Linked DNA regions of Mus musculus: all the other regions are linked to region 1. The links are chromatin contacts, called in public Hi-C and promoter capture Hi-C maps. All regions are on one chromosome and are shown on one strand. The core of a region is the stretch at or near the end of the contact, and the rest is flanking DNA. Distances in the headings are between cores, read along the strand shown. Region 1 holds the start of Myg1 (melanocyte proliferating gene 1). Region 2 holds the start of Spryd3 (SPRY domain containing 3). Region 3 overlaps Csad (cysteine sulfinic acid decarboxylase).

Region 1 (5,092 bases), core at 709-3,208:
GATGACCTTGAACTCATGACCCTCCAGCCTCTACTCAGGAAGTACTGGAGTTACAGGTGTACACCATGCACCTTGCTCCTCCTCTTGTATCTTTTAGATCATCTCTAAATTACTTATAATGCCTAACAGGTTGCAGATGTTAGGCAAGTAGCTGTTACTTTAGAGGACAAGAAAAGGCTATTCACATCCCACACAGATGATATTTACTCACGTATCCACTTTAAAAAGAACAAAAAGATGCCAGGCGTGGTGGCACACACCTTTAATTCCAGCACTCAGGAGGCAAAGGCAGCCGTATCTCTGTGAGACTGAGGCCAGCCTGGACTACAGAGGCAGTTCCAAGACAGCCAGTGCGATAGAGAAAGGCATGTCTCAAAACAAAACAAAACAAACAACAGAAGGGAACCAATTTTCCTAAATTGGAAAGTGGAATTGTGAGATTTTGGACGTAGGAAAAGTGAAGAAACATATACAAGAAGCGCTTATCTTTCAGCAAAGGTGGGGACATGCACCAGAGCCTGGTTATGTGTCTGAGGTGAGGGAGGACAGTGCAGTGGTACTGGGAATATATAACATGTAACAGCCCATTTCCATGTCTGCTGCTGTGATGAGACACCTGACAAAAATCAACTTCAGAGGCAAAAAATGTTTATTTTAGCTCACAACATCACAACATCCCATCACAGAGGGGAAGGTGGGAGAAACTTAGAATGGGGAGTCACATCTCACCCAGACAAGAGCAGAGAGACAAGTGCATGCAGGCTGCTAGTGCTTGGCCATCTTCCTTCGCTCACACAGCCCAGGGATTAGTGCCTCCCACAGTGGGCAGGGCCTTACAGGGCAATCAAAGACACCCTACAAACACGGCCAACCCCATCTGGATACCCCCTCAACGGACCGATTCCCAGGTGATTCTAGAATCGAAATTTTATCAAACTGATAACTAACCATCATGGGGCTGGAGATGGCTAAAAGAGCTGGCTGCTCTTGCAGAGGAGGCAGGTTCAATTCCCTGCATCCACGCGGTGTCTCATGACTTCTTTAACTCCAATTCCAGGGGATCCTGATACCTTTTTTCCGTCCTCCTTGGACACCAATGCATTTGATGTACAGACATGAATGCAGACAAGACACCCCTACTCTTAAAGTAGAATAAAAACAAAGCAAAAGGCCACCTCAGTAGATTATCCTTGAACTAGAAGGATCCAGCAGCTTGTGGCAAGGACAAGTGAATGGAAAACTGCCAGTGTGAAAAAAAGTTATGGCGGGAGGGACCTGAGGGAGGTTCCAGGCCAAGGAGCAGGCTCGAAGCGAGCTTTAATTCCCAGAGCGATAAATTGCTTGACTTCAACGATGAGGAGGCAGTGGTCTTTGCTGTCATGAACTTGGGCAGTGGGTGGTGGGATTGGAGCACTAAAGCTAAATCAAGAAAGTCAAGAGAACAGGCAGCGAGTGTGAACTCACCTCTGGTGATGATCATAACGGTGACTCTGGGGGTTGTACTCACCGCCCACATCCACCACGATGTCACACGAAGCCAACTTTTCAGGATCCCGAGTCCGCACAATCTCTGCGTTCTGCAGGCACAGAGGAAGGGGCTGTCAGGTAGGAGTCAGGATTAAAGTTGGGTTTCCAGGGCGTGCGTCTCGGGGAAGGCGGTTCTCAGGCCATTGCAGCATCAGAGGGGACCGGGTTAGGTTCGCAGGTCCGTACCGCGTACTCGGGCAGGAGGCGGAGCAACGCGCAAGCCAGAGCTTCATCGCAGTGGAAGGTGCCGTTGTGCGTCCCGATTCGGGGCGGTGCCATGAGGTTGTTGCGAGGTCTTTTAGCGGGCGGATCCTGCTCTGAGCCAAGCATGCGGTGCTGGGCTTGGAGAACTGACCGGAGCGGCAATGTTAAGATACCACGCAGGAAACGTCTACCCATATAGTTCCCTCCAAGGGAAGGTCGACCCGGAAGAGGAAGTGTCAGGCACAGCTTCACTTCCGCCCGCCATCCGTCCCCATGGCAACAACACTGTGCACTACTTAGCGCAAAACCTTTTTACAGGTCCCCAAACCTCTGGTTGGAACCTCTATAAGGCCGTGTGGCTAGGGGGCTCTTGGCAAAAGTACACCTCCTGGGCACTCCCAGTTCAGCACCAGGCCCTTGTTTAATGCAAGAATAGACCACCCCATTTGCGCAGCGGTCACATTTATTAACATTAAACACAAAACACTCTCTTCCCAGGCCACTTTCCCAGGAGGCCATTGCCGGAAAAAGTCCCAGGCCCCTTGAAGAAGGGTCCCTCACTCTGCTTCATTTCTGCAGTGCACTCTCAGGCTTTGACCGTGGCCTGCGCTGCCCCCAGGGCTGTGAGCTGCTGAATCTTCTGGCTCATCATTTCCATGACAGCTACAAGAAAAGAAGGAGCAGTCACAGCCTAGTGAGAACCCAGGGCTAAGAACACTGCCGTTAAACTGTGGGGGACACAAACACACAGACTTAGAGTCTACAGGGTTGTCAGTATGCTAACCACTGGAATGTAAAAATAAACAAAATGTTAACCATAAGCAGAAAAGACTGTCAGACTGGAGGCCATATTCAATCCCTAACACCACTCAAAAAATAAATCAGGAGGCTGCGCCAAGTAGACTGGCTATAGAATCTAGGCTATTTTCTTTTCTTCTTTTTTTTTTTACGGTTTTTCAGACAGGGTTTCTCTGTATAGGCCCGGCTGTCCTGGAACTCACTCTGTAGACCAGTCTGGAAATCAGAAATCTGCCTGCCTCTGCCTCCCGAGTACCGGGATTAAAGGCGTGCGTGCCACCACGCCCAGCTTATTTACAGCCATTTCATCCCGAATCATTAACAGGAATCTTTCTTCTCAGTCATTCAAACACTTACATACGTTACATCACTTTCAGAATCTAGATAATAACACGCCAGATATCAAAGAGAAACAGAAACATCTTTCACGTTGTTGCTTGTTTTGAGACAGGCTCTTTACATAGTCCTGGCTGTCCTCAAACTCACTGAGATCTGCCTCCCACAGAGACATGGTTTTAACCTGGAGGAGATGTCCTCAAGTCTCATGCTACAATCCATATTCTTCCTTCATACTTGTATGGGGTGTGGGCATGTGTCCACCACTAGGCATATGTGATGTGTGGAGGAGACCAACGGAGAACATGAGGCGTCTTGTTGTGCTTTGTCGTTCTCTGCCTACCCCTTGAGACAGGGTCTTTATTGAGCCTCACCAATTCAACTAGGCTGGCCAGCCAGTGAACTCCTAGGATCTATTTGTCTCTGTTCCACCAGCATTGGGCTTACAAGTACTTGGGCCATGTCCACAACTTTTATGTGGGTGCTGGAGATTTGAACTCAAGTCCTCATGGTCATGCAGCAAGCCCACTCAGCCATCTCCCAGCCAGACCTTGTTTGTTTTCTTTTTTAATTTTAATATTTATAGTGTGTGTGTGTGTGTACCTGTACATACCATGTTCATGCAGGAGCTACAGAAGGCATTATCTCCTGGTACTGGAGTTATAGGTTGTTGCAAGCTGCCTGTGTCTTCCGCTAGCACATTAAATGCTAGTAACTGCTGAACCTTTTTCTCTGGCCCGTGTTGTTTTTTTTTTTTTTTTTTTTGAGACATGATCTTGGTATTTACCCTAGCCTGGCCTCCAACCCAGATTACTCACCAAGTACTGAAATTACAGGTGTGCCCCACCACATACGAGTGGATTAATCATTTAAATGGATAGTATGGTAGGTCAATTATATATGTGCATATGCACACACGTATGTATGCATACATAAAATAAATTTTAGCTAGTACCCTTACCATTGCGCTATATGTCCCCAGGCCTATTCAACTATATCTATTTGGGGGTAGGGTCTCACGCAGCCTTGAACTGGCTATGTACTAAAGATCATCTCGCTGGGCGTGGTGACTCATGCCTTTAATCCCAGCACTCGGGAGGCAGAGGCAGGCGGATTTCTGAGTTCGAGGCCAGCCTGGGAGTGAGTTCCAGGACAGCCAGAGCTATACAGAAAAACCCTGTCTCGAAAAAAACAACAAAAAAAATCATCCCTCTGCCTCCCGCCATCATCCTAAATGATGGGATTGAAAGTGTGTGTCACAGACCGGGCATGGTGGCACACCCCTTTAATCCCAGCACTTGGCTTCGGAGGCAGAAGCAGGTGAATTTCTGAGTTCAAGGCCAGCCTGTTCTACAAAGTGAGTTCCAGGACAGCCAGGTTTACACGGAGAAACCCTGTCCCGAAAAAAAAAAAAAAAAACAGAACAAAAAACAACAAAAAAAAGAAAGTGTATGTCACAAATCCTGGCTGCTGTTTTCTTTTGAGACAGGGTCTTGCTATGCAGTCCTGAAATTCACAGCAATCCTCCTGCCTTAACCTACTCAGTCTTGGGATTACAGGTATGTACCATCATGCCTTATGCAATGAATGTCCTACCATGGAGGAAGAAAGCATCAGGTGTTTCCTGGGGGCTTATAAAATGGCAACAGATAAAAGCATTTCCTACACAAGCTTGATGACAGTTTAATCTGTAGGACCAGAGTAAAAGGAGAAAAGCAATTTCTGAAAATTCTCTTCCAACCTTCCCATGTATACCACAGCACTTCTATGGCCCTTGTTTGTCTGTTCTGTCTCTGTCTCTCTCTGTCTCTCTCTCTCTCTGTCTCTCACACACACACACACACACACACTCTCTCTCTCTCTCTCTCTCTCTCTCTCTCACTCACACACACACACACACACACACAGAGGAATAATAAATACTACTTTACAGAAAGAGAGATAAGAGTTAGTTTACAAAAGAGGTACCCTAGGCAGAACTTACCCTGCTTCATGGCATGCTTCTCCTGCAGCGCTGGCTGGATTTTCTCCATCTGTTTGGTGAGGAAGTCTATCTTCCTTTTGAAGAAGTCCTTGGCGTCCTCAGCTGTCTGCAAGAGCAGAGGTGAATGAAAGACTAGAGAGACCCTGTCCTACACCACACCTCTCCCCTTAAGCTCCCGTCGCTCACCTCCTCAGAACTTCCCCACCCCCACCCCCGCTCACCTTCTCCACGTAGTAGCCGGTT
Region 2 (5,092 bases), core at 999-3,498, 200 kb after region 1:
ATTAGGCTGTGTTTGCTCTAAGTTATTCTATATTGTGTAAAATGGTGGCTTTCAGGCTGTCTTGCCTTGTGTGACTCGTACAAGTAGTATCTGGCTCTACTTGGAGTGGGACTCTGCATATACATACCACTAGCACTACGTATGAATCCTAGACTGATAACTAAGAGTGAAAAGGTGGCCTGGAGAGATGGCTCAGCGGGTAAAGACATTGACTGTTCTTCCTAGAGGACCCAGATTCAAGTCCCATGAATCCATAGGGCAGCTCACTGTCTGTAACTCACACAGATGGTGCATAGATTATATATATCAATATATGATCTATCTATCTATTTACCTATATACAAAACAGACACATACACACACACACACACATATATATGCAGGCGAAGCACTAAAGTAAATAGTTAATTTAAAAAGTGAAAGGTAGGGCTGGAGAGATGGCTCAGAGGTTAAGAGCACTAACTGCTCTTCCAGAGGTCTTGAGTTCAATTCCCAGCAACCACATAGTAGCTCACAACCATCTGTAATGAGATCTGGTGCCCTCTTCTGTATACATAATAAATAAATAAATCTTGTTTTTTAAAAGTGAAAGGTACCACTCTATAAATGGATCCAAATACAAACGATTGAGACTATACAGTCAGTGGGCGTGTTAAAATCACTTAAGTGTCATCAGGTTCAAGAAAAACGGCGGGAAGTGATGGTGCACGCCTTTAATCCCAGCAGTTGGGAGGCAGAGGCAGGTGGGATTTCTGAGTTCAAGACCAGCCTGGTCTACAGAGTGAGTTCCAGGACAGCCAGTGCTACACAGAGAAACCCTGTCTTGAAAACAACAACAACAAAAAGAATGTATTAAACATAATCAGACCAAGAAACACCCTCAGTTGGACCCCATGAGGAAGGTGTCTAACACTCTGGGGACAGTGGTCCCTACCAACTACCTTGTGTGTGCCTCAAAGGACAACAGAGAAATGCTGACTGTTTCTGGGGCTTCAGCCCAACTGGGGTCCACAGCTGATGGAACCTACTCGCATTACGGGTTGCCCACGTATTCATCCATACCCAGTCTCACATTTTGCCTCTGAAGGTGTTCAGCCCTGTGACCTGCAGCTATGGCTGCATCCCAGGCTGGAACCTTCAGCAGCTCCCCAGCTAGGTTTGTTCTCTGGCTGCAGTGACTTTGCACTCTATCAGCTCTTGTCTCTAGTAAGGCCTCTGAACTCTTGAATTATGCTGTGGCTTCTTTAACCCTTTTCTAGCCATGTTGTTAACCTACATAAGTACACACAGGATATGTAATCTGTGACCCAAGAGTTAGTAATTAATATTAAAGTAAAAGTTCATGTGTTTGGTAAGGGCCCATTATCAATGTAAATCAGGTCTAATTGGCAAATTGCCGCCAATGAAGCTGACATCGCTTGCTGATGTATTTGATACTCAATAAATTTAGATGTGGAAAGACACAAATATGTTCGTTTATGTTTCTGACACAGGATGAGTCTTTCTGGAAAGAATATTCAGTCTTAAGAGCAAAACGTTGAAGTCGTCCAAGAATCCCAATTCCTTCCAAGGACAATCATACCCTTTATAGGAGGTGCATGATAAAGATTAGTATCCTTTCCGGTACATTCTGACCCGAGCTAACTTTTCCTACCAAGCCCAAGCCCAAAGAGCACCCGGGTTTCATCCCACTGTGCCTTTTGCATATGTTCTCTCCTGTTCTGGAACGCCTGTCCTGGAATGAACGAACGTGGTGCAAAGGGGTGCTCCGGAGAGAAGAAAGCATGTGGTGCCAGCCGAGTGCTGCCGCTGTGGAGATCAGCCTCTGGCTTCTCACGCGTAAAATAGGAGATAACATTAAAAAAAAATCCCCCCCCCCATGCCGTTAAGTGGCTCAAAAGGACATTCCAGAGAGGTTTTTAGCATCACTTCTGGCTCTGGGAACACGAAGCTCGCGCACGGGCACAGGGACCTACTCCGCCCCAAGGGAGCCGCCCCTTGACCGCCTCCCTGAGCTCCAGGCGTCCGAGGTGGCGTCCGGGCAGCCACGTCGCCTCCCCCACCCTCCCGACACCAGGGTTCCTCAGACGCCGCCGAGTGTTAGGTACCCAGCTCACCGGGCCGCGCTCCGCACCGCCTGTGCCCTGCGATTGGCTGCTGAGGGCGCCCATCTTCAAGAAGCGCTGCGGATTGGTCAGATTTAGCGGTGGGGGCGGGCCTGACGGAGCAGAGGAAGGGCGGGGACCCGGATGTGTGTGGTGGCGGCGGCCGAAGAGCTACAACGCGGAGCTGAGAGGCCTATGGATGAGGAGGACGCGGCGGCCCCGGTAGGCGGGGATCGGGGGCGGGGTCCCGGAGGCCTCGGTCTCTGCAGATCTCGAGGCGGGGGTCCTGGGCGACGGCTGCGGCCTCAGGGCGGGGCCAGGGGCTCCGGTCACGGGCGTTCCTCTCGCCGCGCACCCTCCCCATTGCAGCCAGGGCCTGTGACGACGGGGCGTAGCCTCATTGACAGGTTAAGGCCGGGTGGTCCCGGGTGTCACCTGAGAGACCCCGCGGTCCTGAGGCCGTGCCCGGACCCAGTGCGGCGGCAGCTGCTTGGTGCTGAGGCTGTCAGGTTCTCGAAGATCCGATGCCTTCAGATCTGGGGCTCCGGCATCTACCTGGGTTCGAGTCCTGGCCCAGGGCCCTGGGGGATCCCAGTGCTGCGCCGCAGGTGTCTGCTCTTGTGGGGCATGTGCTGGTCTGTAGCTCCTGCAGAAGAGCCCCAATGTGCACATTGGGATCGAACTCAGCTTAGCCCAGGATTGCTAAGCACCTACTGTGTGTAGGGCACAGTGCCAGGTGTTTGGGAGGCAGGAAGAAAATATTTCTTCATGGTTTTCCCGCTTTTGGATCTCTGGAAGATTTTATTCATTCATTCATTTACTGGCCTTGCTGGTTGTCTAAATACCGAGAGAGTCCCATGTTTTTCTCCGGTACTGCTGCTGCTTTAGGGGCTGCGGCCCTCTGAATTCTGTTACAACTTGGAGTTAAGATCTGCTAAGTTGTTTTTTCTTTTGTTTGAGACAGGGCCTCACTGTGTAGCCCTGTCTACCCTGGCACACACTATGTAGAGCAGGCTGTTGAAGAATTCAGAAATCCGTTTACCTCTGCGGACTAAAAAGGGCTGGGGTTCTGGCAGAAGAGAAGGCTCAGTGAATTGAACAGCATGGGCTTCAGGCAGGGTGGGGGTACACACTTTAATCCTAGCACCCAGGAGGCAGAGGCAGGCCAGAGTTCAAGGCTAGTAAGTTGCAGGACAGCCAGAGGTACACAGAGAAACCCTGTCTCAGAAAAACAAACAAACAAAAAATTCATACCGTTTCTTGTTTACAATTCCCTAGAAGTTTTTCATTACCCTTGAAATAAAATTTAAAAGTCCTGACTGTGGATAGACTCTTGCTTTACCCTGTTCTTTTTGTTTTTTTAGACAGGGTTTCTCTGTCTAAACCTTGCTGTCTTCTGAAATTTGCTTTGAGACCAGGCTGGCTGCCTCTTAGTCATAGATAACCACCTGCCACTACCTCTGGAGTGTTGGCATTAAAGGCCTGTGCTTCCATATCTTGCCACCTTATTCTACTCTGGTTTTTTTTTTGTTGTTGTTGTTTTGTTTTTGTTTTTGGAGACAGGGTTTCTCTGTATAGCCTTGGCTGTCCTGGAACTCACTTTGTAACCAGGCTGGCCTTGAACTCAGAAATCCGCCTGCCTCTGCCTCCTGAATGCTGGGATTAAAGACCTGCGCCACCACCCACCACCGCCTGGCTTCTTATTTTTTTTTAAGATTTATTTATTTTTTGTAAGTACACTGTAGCTGTCTTCAGACACACCAGAAGAGGGCATCAGATCTCATTACAGATGGATGTGAGCCACCATGTGGTTGCTGGGATTTGAACTCAGGACCTCTGTCTGTGCTCTTAACTGCTGAGCCATCTCTCCAACACCTCCTCTCCCCCCTTACCTTATTGTCATTCACTTTCCCTACATACAATGGCTCTGGTGGGCTGTTTTTCTCTGCCATGACACCTTTTTTCTAACCATGGGCCTGAGCAACTGTTTCTTCTGTATGGAATGGTTTTTGTTACACTGTTACACTGCCTGCCTCTCTTTCAGTTTTTCAGGCAGTACCTCAGAGTCTGTCCCTGTCCGCTATTTTGTTACATCTCTGTGGGTTTTTTTTTTTTTTTTTTCTTCCACTGGTTAAAATGACCATTTGTGGGCTGGAGAAATGGCTCAGTGGTTAAGAGCACTGACTGCTCTTCCAGAGGTCCTGAGTTCAAATCCCAGCAACAACATGGTGCCTCACAACCATCCGTAATGGAAGAGTGACAATGTACTTACATATAATAAATAAATAAGACAAAAAATTTTTTAAAAAATATGACCATTTGTATTTATTATCTGCCATGCTCCCCTATGCCCACTTGAGTGGAAACTCTGTGAGAACAAGCATCCAGATTCCTCTACCTTGCTCATAACTTTGTTCCTAACTCTGATAACAGAGCACACGATAAACAATAAAAATCCTAATAAAGGTCGAGCGGTGGTGGCGCAGGCCTTTAATCCCAGCACTTGGGAGGCAGAGGCAGGCAAATTTCTGAGTTCGAGGCCAGCCTGGTCTACAAAGTGAGTTCCAGGCCAGCCAGGGCTATAGAGAGAAACCCTGTCTCGAAAAAACCCAAAAAAAAAAAAAAAAAAAAAAAATCCCAATAAATACGTATTGCCTGAGTGGCTGAGGCTGGAGCTCTTGATGTATTTGGACATCCGGCGTCAAGTCTGGTGCACTTTGTACATTCAGGGTTGAGCAGGCTGGGGTCCTCTGCTCTGAGCCCTGCTTCCTTCTCAGCCATCTGTCTTGTCACAGGTTTGTTCTCATGAACAAGATGGATGACCTCAACTTGCACTACCGGTTTCTGAACTGGCGAAGGAGGATTCGGGAGATCCGAGAGGTCCGGGCCTTCCGATATCAGGAGAGGTTCAAGCATATCCTTGTAGATGGTGACACTTTGAGGTGAGCATAGGAAACTGGTTCTACCCTGTCCCTGTCAGTCCTTTT
Region 3 (5,092 bases), core at 1,408-3,907, 150 kb after region 1:
AGGAAAGCCAGAAGAGGGTGTTGGATCCTCTGAGACTGGATTTACACACAGTTATGAGTTGTCATGCGGGAGCTTGAACCTGGGTCCCCTGGAAGAGCAGACAATGCTTTTATTGTTACAAGATTTACTTTAAATTTATTTTATATGTGTGTGTGGGTTCTCCAGTGCTTTCAGCTGCTGAGCCACCTCTCCCTCCACCCAGCAGTGTACATCCTTTTAAATGTTAGAGAGAATTCATCCGTGAACCTATCTGTGCTTGGACTTTTCTCTGTAGTAGTTTAATTTTATTTTTAATTACTAATCCGATGTTAGTATGGACTTTTGTAGTACGGGGGCTTTTCAGTAGTGTTTGACCTTCAGTAAGACATTACATGTTGGGGTTGGGGATTTAGCTCAGCGATAGAGCCCTGGGTTTGGTCCTCAGCTCTGAGGGAAAAAAAAGAAAAGAAAAAGGGCGGGGGGAGATATTACATGCTCATGTTCGTAGGTGTGTGTGTTCATGTGCATGTGTGTTCCTGAGTCTGCGTGTTTGTGTACGTATGTCATGGTGTGCATGTGGAACCCTAATATCAACCTCTGGTGTTGCACTCAGGAGTCATCCACCTTGTTTTTGAGGTGTTCATTCACCGGCCTGGAGCTCACCAGCTGGATGAGGCTGGCTGTCCAGCAAGCCCCAGGGCCTGCCTATCTCTGGCTCCCTGGAGCTGGGTTTACAGGCACGTGCCACCACCATACCTCACCTTATTTTTTTTTTTTACATAGATTCTGGGGATGGAACTTAGGTCCACCACATACCTGCAAACTAGTCACTTCGCTGGTCGATCTGTCGTTCCAGCCCAACATTAAAAGTTTTTGAAAGAGCATAAGCCATGGAGATAGGTAAACCTAGGTTCCGCTGAGATGTAGCGTCCGCTGCCTGCAGACTTCAGAGGAGGCTGACTCAGCGTTGGGAAAGGCGTGCAGAGAGCTCAGGGCCTAGCAACAGCCTCTGACCAGTTCTAACAATGACTCCACAGCTTCTTTTTCCTCTACCTTTTGGCCACAGGGCTCTGTGCCATTTCTGGTCAGTGCCACCTCTGGTACCACCGTGCTAGGGGCCTTTGACCCCCTGGATGCAATTGCCGATGTTTGCCAGCGACACGGACTGTGGTTCCATGTGGATGTGAGTGAGACTTGGGTCACGGGGGTAGGGTGGGCTACGCTGAGGCCAAGACCCACGCTGTTCCTCCTGCTCCACAGGCTGCCTGGGGTGGGAGCGTCCTGCTGTCTCGGACACACAGGCATCTCCTGGATGGGATCCAGAGGTGCATATGGCCTCCCTCCCAAACCCCTCCCTTCCAACCCTTGGTTCTCAGGATAGCCACAAACAAGGGAGCCTGGGGAGGGTGAGATGGGACACGGACAGATGATTGATTTTGGATTAGAGGGAGGGTAATTATGGGAATTCTTCCTGGCTGTAGGGGAAGGGTACCCTTGACCTTGATCTTGATTGGAGGAGCCACTGACCCAGCTTTGCCTTGTCTTACCCAGGGCTGACTCTGTGGCCTGGAACCCTCACAAGCTTCTCGCCGCAGGGCTGCAGTGCTCCGCTCTTCTTCTCCGGGACACCTCGGTGGGTCTGCCCTGGTTCCAGACCCCAGCCTTCCTTTCTCTAGACCCTAGTTTATCTGTCTCACCAGAGAGTTCTGGGCCTTAACGTGCTCCCTTAGCTCTCCCAGCCGAAGCCACACCTCTCTGACCACCCTAACCCCGTGTTGAGCTCCATGTGCCCAGGGAATTGTTTCCATGGGACAGAAAGGATTTCTGTCTTGTTCTTATGGTCGGAGGGATCTGGGGCGGAATTTGGGAAGAGCTCTTGTGTTGGCAGGCAGCTGCCTCAGTGCTGCTAACTCCAGGGAGGAGAGAGGAGACTGAGCTGAGACCCTGCTGCGTAGCGCCTCAGGACGACCTGCTGATAGCTTCCTCCCCACAGAACCTGCTCAAGCGCTGCCATGGATCCCAGGCCAGCTACCTCTTCCAGCAAGACAAGTTCTACGATGTGGCTCTGGACACCGGAGACAAAGTGGTGCAGTGTGGCCGCCGCGTGGACTGTCTGAAGCTATGGCTCATGTGGAAGGCACAGGGTGGGCAGGGGTTGGAGCGGCGCATCGACCAGGCCTTTGCTCTCACCCGGTAAGCATGAAGGACCCAGATCGCCTTCTCTTCCACTCTCCATGGCCTTCCTGGGGCCTCTGTAGGCCTCCCCCGCCTCCCTGTTGCCTCCTTTCCCCCATGTGTGCTTTCTTACCCTTTCCCCCCAGGTACTTGGTGGAGGAGATTAAAAAGCGGGAAGGATTTGAGTTGGTAATGGAGGTAGGACTCCTGGCTCCTTTGAATGCCTCTCCCAGCCCCCACCTTGTTCCAGACATGAAGCCTCATAAAGGACCAGGAGCAAAGACAGGGAAACAACCCCTTCTTTCCTTCCTTCCTCCCTCCCTTCCTTCCCCAACTCATGCCTCCCTCATCCCTCCCCTCAGCCCGAGTTCGTCAACGTGTGCTTCTGGTTTGTGCCTCCCAGCCTTCGGGGGAAGAAGGAGAGTCCAGATTACAGCCAAAGGCTGTCTCAGGTAGTCTAGTCTTTGCCCTCTGGTAACCCAGTTCCAGGAACTAAGCAGCAGGTATGTTTCTGCCCTCTGCTGGCTCTGCCTGGTATTGCATATTCCTGCCTATTGAGATGGCAGGCACCTCCTTACCCTCATTTTTAATGGGGGGCAGGTAGGGAGAAAAATATATTTCTGGAAAGAAAGGAAACAGAGATGGGGTTACCAGAGGAAGTCACCAGCGTGCACCACGCAGATGTCTGTGCTGGAACTAAGGCCAAAGACAGATCAGGAATAGCTCATCATCCCAGATAGGCTTGCAGAGGCAGGGGGATATGTTATATCCTTACTCCTAAGAATGGGTTAGTGCTGGCAGCCTCAGTAACCTGCAGGAACATCAACGCCCTGCCCTCCTGGGGCTGTCACTGCAGAGGTGGTGTCCCCTGTGTACACTTGTGTTCAAGGCGGCTTGGTAAGTTACCTCTAGATTACATGGCACAGCTCAGAAATATGCCGGGAACTAAGGGGGGGAGAAGGTATTGAGGCTGGGAGTAGCAGTGCTGAATATCAGAGACAGGTCTGGCTCGGTGGTTCCCAGCTCCAACTTTCCTAGAGAGAGGAGACAGAGGAAGAAAGCAGGGTTCGGAGAAGGCCACTCAGGTTACATGTGGTGGGAAAGGAGTGTGAGCAGTGAGTGTGCCGCAGAGGTGTGGGGACGGCGCAGGGAGCTGGGCCGGCTGCTTCAGCTCTCCCTCTGCTACCCACAGGTGGCCCCTGTGCTCAAGGAGCGCATGGTGAAGAAGGGGACCATGATGATTGGCTACCAGCCCCATGGGACCCGGGCCAACTTCTTCCGAATGGTGGTGGCCAACCCCATACTGGCCCAGGCCGATATAGATTTCCTTCTGGGCGAGCTGGAGCTCCTGGGCCAGGACCTGTGAGCTGCTTCTGCTCTCTGCCCCACCCAAGCTCTGCGTAGTCTCCTGGGTTCTCAAAATCGACCTTTCTAGGAAACAGTGGCCTTGACTGTGTGTGCTCCCACACACTCACTCTCCCAGCTAAGTATTGGCTGTCAGGAAGGTGTCTAAACACACTACAGTATGTTCTTACGAAATATGCTTTTATTAAGTTGGGCACAGGGGCACACACCTTTACTACCAGCATTGGGGGGACAGAAGCAGCCAGTTTGAGGCCAGCCTGGACTACAGAGCTGGGCTACACAGAGAAACTGTCTCAAAAAGAAAAAAAGAAAAGAAAAAAAGAAATATTTTTCATTAAAATTATGTTTATAAAGAATTTTTATTAATATGAGAGAAATGGTACAATGTATTGAAAAGCTGGATATGAGTTTATGAATCACAGTATCTGAGTTAGGCTAAAAATCACATAGGAAAAGGCTGTCGGTGGAACTGTGCCAAAGGTCAGCAGTTTTCCCTGGAACGGGATATTAGGTTATTCCCAAATCAACCTCTCAGACCTTTTGTGCTTCCCCATTTTATTGTGTAACAACATCACATACTTCTGAAATAGGACAATAAAGCTGCGGTTTCCATTATATTTTGGTATGTTTTAAAGCTTTATTTCTAACTAAACAATAGAGAACTTGAAGCAAGCAAACAGAAAGTACATGAGAGATATCGTCTCTACTCAGAATCGTAGTGGGAGAGACGCCTCAGGGTGGGGTCAGTCATATGTAATAGCACCTTGGGATATCAGAAACAAAACAGGCAGGCATGGCACCTTTAAACCCAGCACTGAGAGGCAGAGGCAGATAAACCTCTGTGAGGTCCAGCCAGCCAGAGCCACACAGCGAGACCTAGTAAGAAGGAAGGAGGAAGGAAGACAGGCCCAGATTTTATCTGGAAATAAGAACCCCATCTTCTTACCTCCCCTAGTGTTTTGAAACTGTCTCACTCTGTAGCTCAAGCTATCCTTAACTCACTGTGTAGCCCAGGCTAACTAGCTTCATACCTTCTCCTGCCTCAGTAGCTTCCTGAATGCTGTGATTCCAGGTACGAGCACCATATCTCAGCCCGCCTGCCTGTCTGCCTGTCTGTCTGTCTGTCTGTCTATGTTTTGTTTGTTTTGAGCTAGCTATATACTTCTGACCCTCCTGCCTTCACCTCTCCTGGGATTACAGGCACACGTCACTACATCAGGTTTATTGTTTTGTGTTTTTTTTGAGGCAAGGCCTCACCTAACCTATGCTGGCCTTGAACTCCTGATCCTCCTGCATTCCACATGAGTGCCATTTTTTGCTGCTATGCCCGGCCCTGCTACTTGTAAAAATCCTCATTAAAACAAAACAAGCAAACAAAAAAGAGCCAGGGTTGTAGCCTGCTCAAAACTAAGGCAACTAGACTGCTAGGCAAACGCTTTGCACAGAGCCCTTATGGGCTGAGGGGTACTTCAGTGGTAAAGTGCTTGCCGTGCTTGCCTTTACCACTGTTCAAGAGGCTCCCAGTTGAGGCTTCTGCTGTGCTTCTCGGCCCAGATCCGTGCTCCACCTGAGG

The links. Hi-C and Micro-C count contacts between places; a contact is called where the count stands out from the background. Capture Hi-C pulls out chosen DNA fragments and counts their contacts.
Region 2: a contact with region 1 is called in a promoter capture Hi-C map of liver. The contact joins the promoter of Spryd3 here to the promoter of Myg1 in region 1. A contact is called at or near these places in 11 of 39 promoter capture datasets (the C10 cell line, the HPC-7 cell line, cranial neural crest and 6 more), 2 of 484 Hi-C or Micro-C datasets (the C2C12 cell line and CD4 T cells), 4 of 115 datasets of contacts at active chromatin or transcription factors (the SCID.adh cell line, embryonic stem cells, extraembryonic endoderm stem cells and 1 more) and 4 of 9 other capture datasets (adipose tissue, embryonic stem cells, liver and 1 more).
Region 3: a Hi-C map of embryonic stem cells shows a contact between it and region 1, with 1.6 times the contacts expected there. The contact joins the enhancer-like site here to the promoter of Myg1 in region 1. A contact is called at or near these places in 14 of 39 promoter capture datasets (the C10 cell line, cranial neural crest, embryonic stem cells and 8 more), 12 of 484 Hi-C or Micro-C datasets (the G1E-ER4 cell line, cerebellum, embryonic stem cells and 6 more), 10 of 115 datasets of contacts at active chromatin or transcription factors (the SCID.adh cell line, craniofacial prominence, embryonic limb bud and 2 more) and 4 of 9 other capture datasets (adipose tissue, embryonic stem cells, liver and 1 more).

The regions. Positions count from the first base shown.
Region 1 is chr15:102,328,575-102,333,666 of GRCm38.p6, reverse strand. Myg1 (melanocyte proliferating gene 1) reads right to left here and starts at 1,958. Exons shown (of 7, transcript NM_021713.2): 1 at 1,714-1,958; 2 at 1,465-1,577. The coding sequence starts at 1,926. It overlaps Pfdn5 (prefoldin 5), which reads right to left. Exons shown (of 6, transcript NM_027044.3): 4 at 5,071-5,092; 5 at 4,850-4,955; 6 at 2,177-2,394. The coding sequence ends at 2,318. It overlaps Gm51296 (predicted gene, 51296), which reads right to left and starts at 5,019; the gene lies at 4,958-5,019.
Region 2 is chr15:102,133,371-102,138,462 of GRCm38.p6, reverse strand. It overlaps Spryd3 (SPRY domain containing 3), which reads left to right and starts at 2,248. Exons shown (of 11, transcript NM_001033277.3): 1 at 2,248-2,327; 2 at 4,901-5,047. The coding sequence starts at 2,305.
Region 3 is chr15:102,176,041-102,181,132 of GRCm38.p6, reverse strand. It overlaps Csad (cysteine sulfinic acid decarboxylase), which reads left to right. Exons shown (of 18, transcript NM_001359126.1): 12 at 1,046-1,162; 13 at 1,240-1,304; 14 at 1,531-1,612; 15 at 1,973-2,172; 16 at 2,301-2,352; 17 at 2,517-2,606; 18 at 3,347-4,135. The coding sequence ends at 3,520. Among named protein-coding and RNA genes, the nearest start is that of Zfp740, 25 kb to the left of the region's middle. Within about 2 kb of position 2,657, at least 25 of the 459 cell types and tissues checked have an H3K27ac peak or open chromatin away from gene starts, as enhancers often do. A contact at or near this core is called in the SCID.adh cell line and embryonic stem cells, where this site is marked.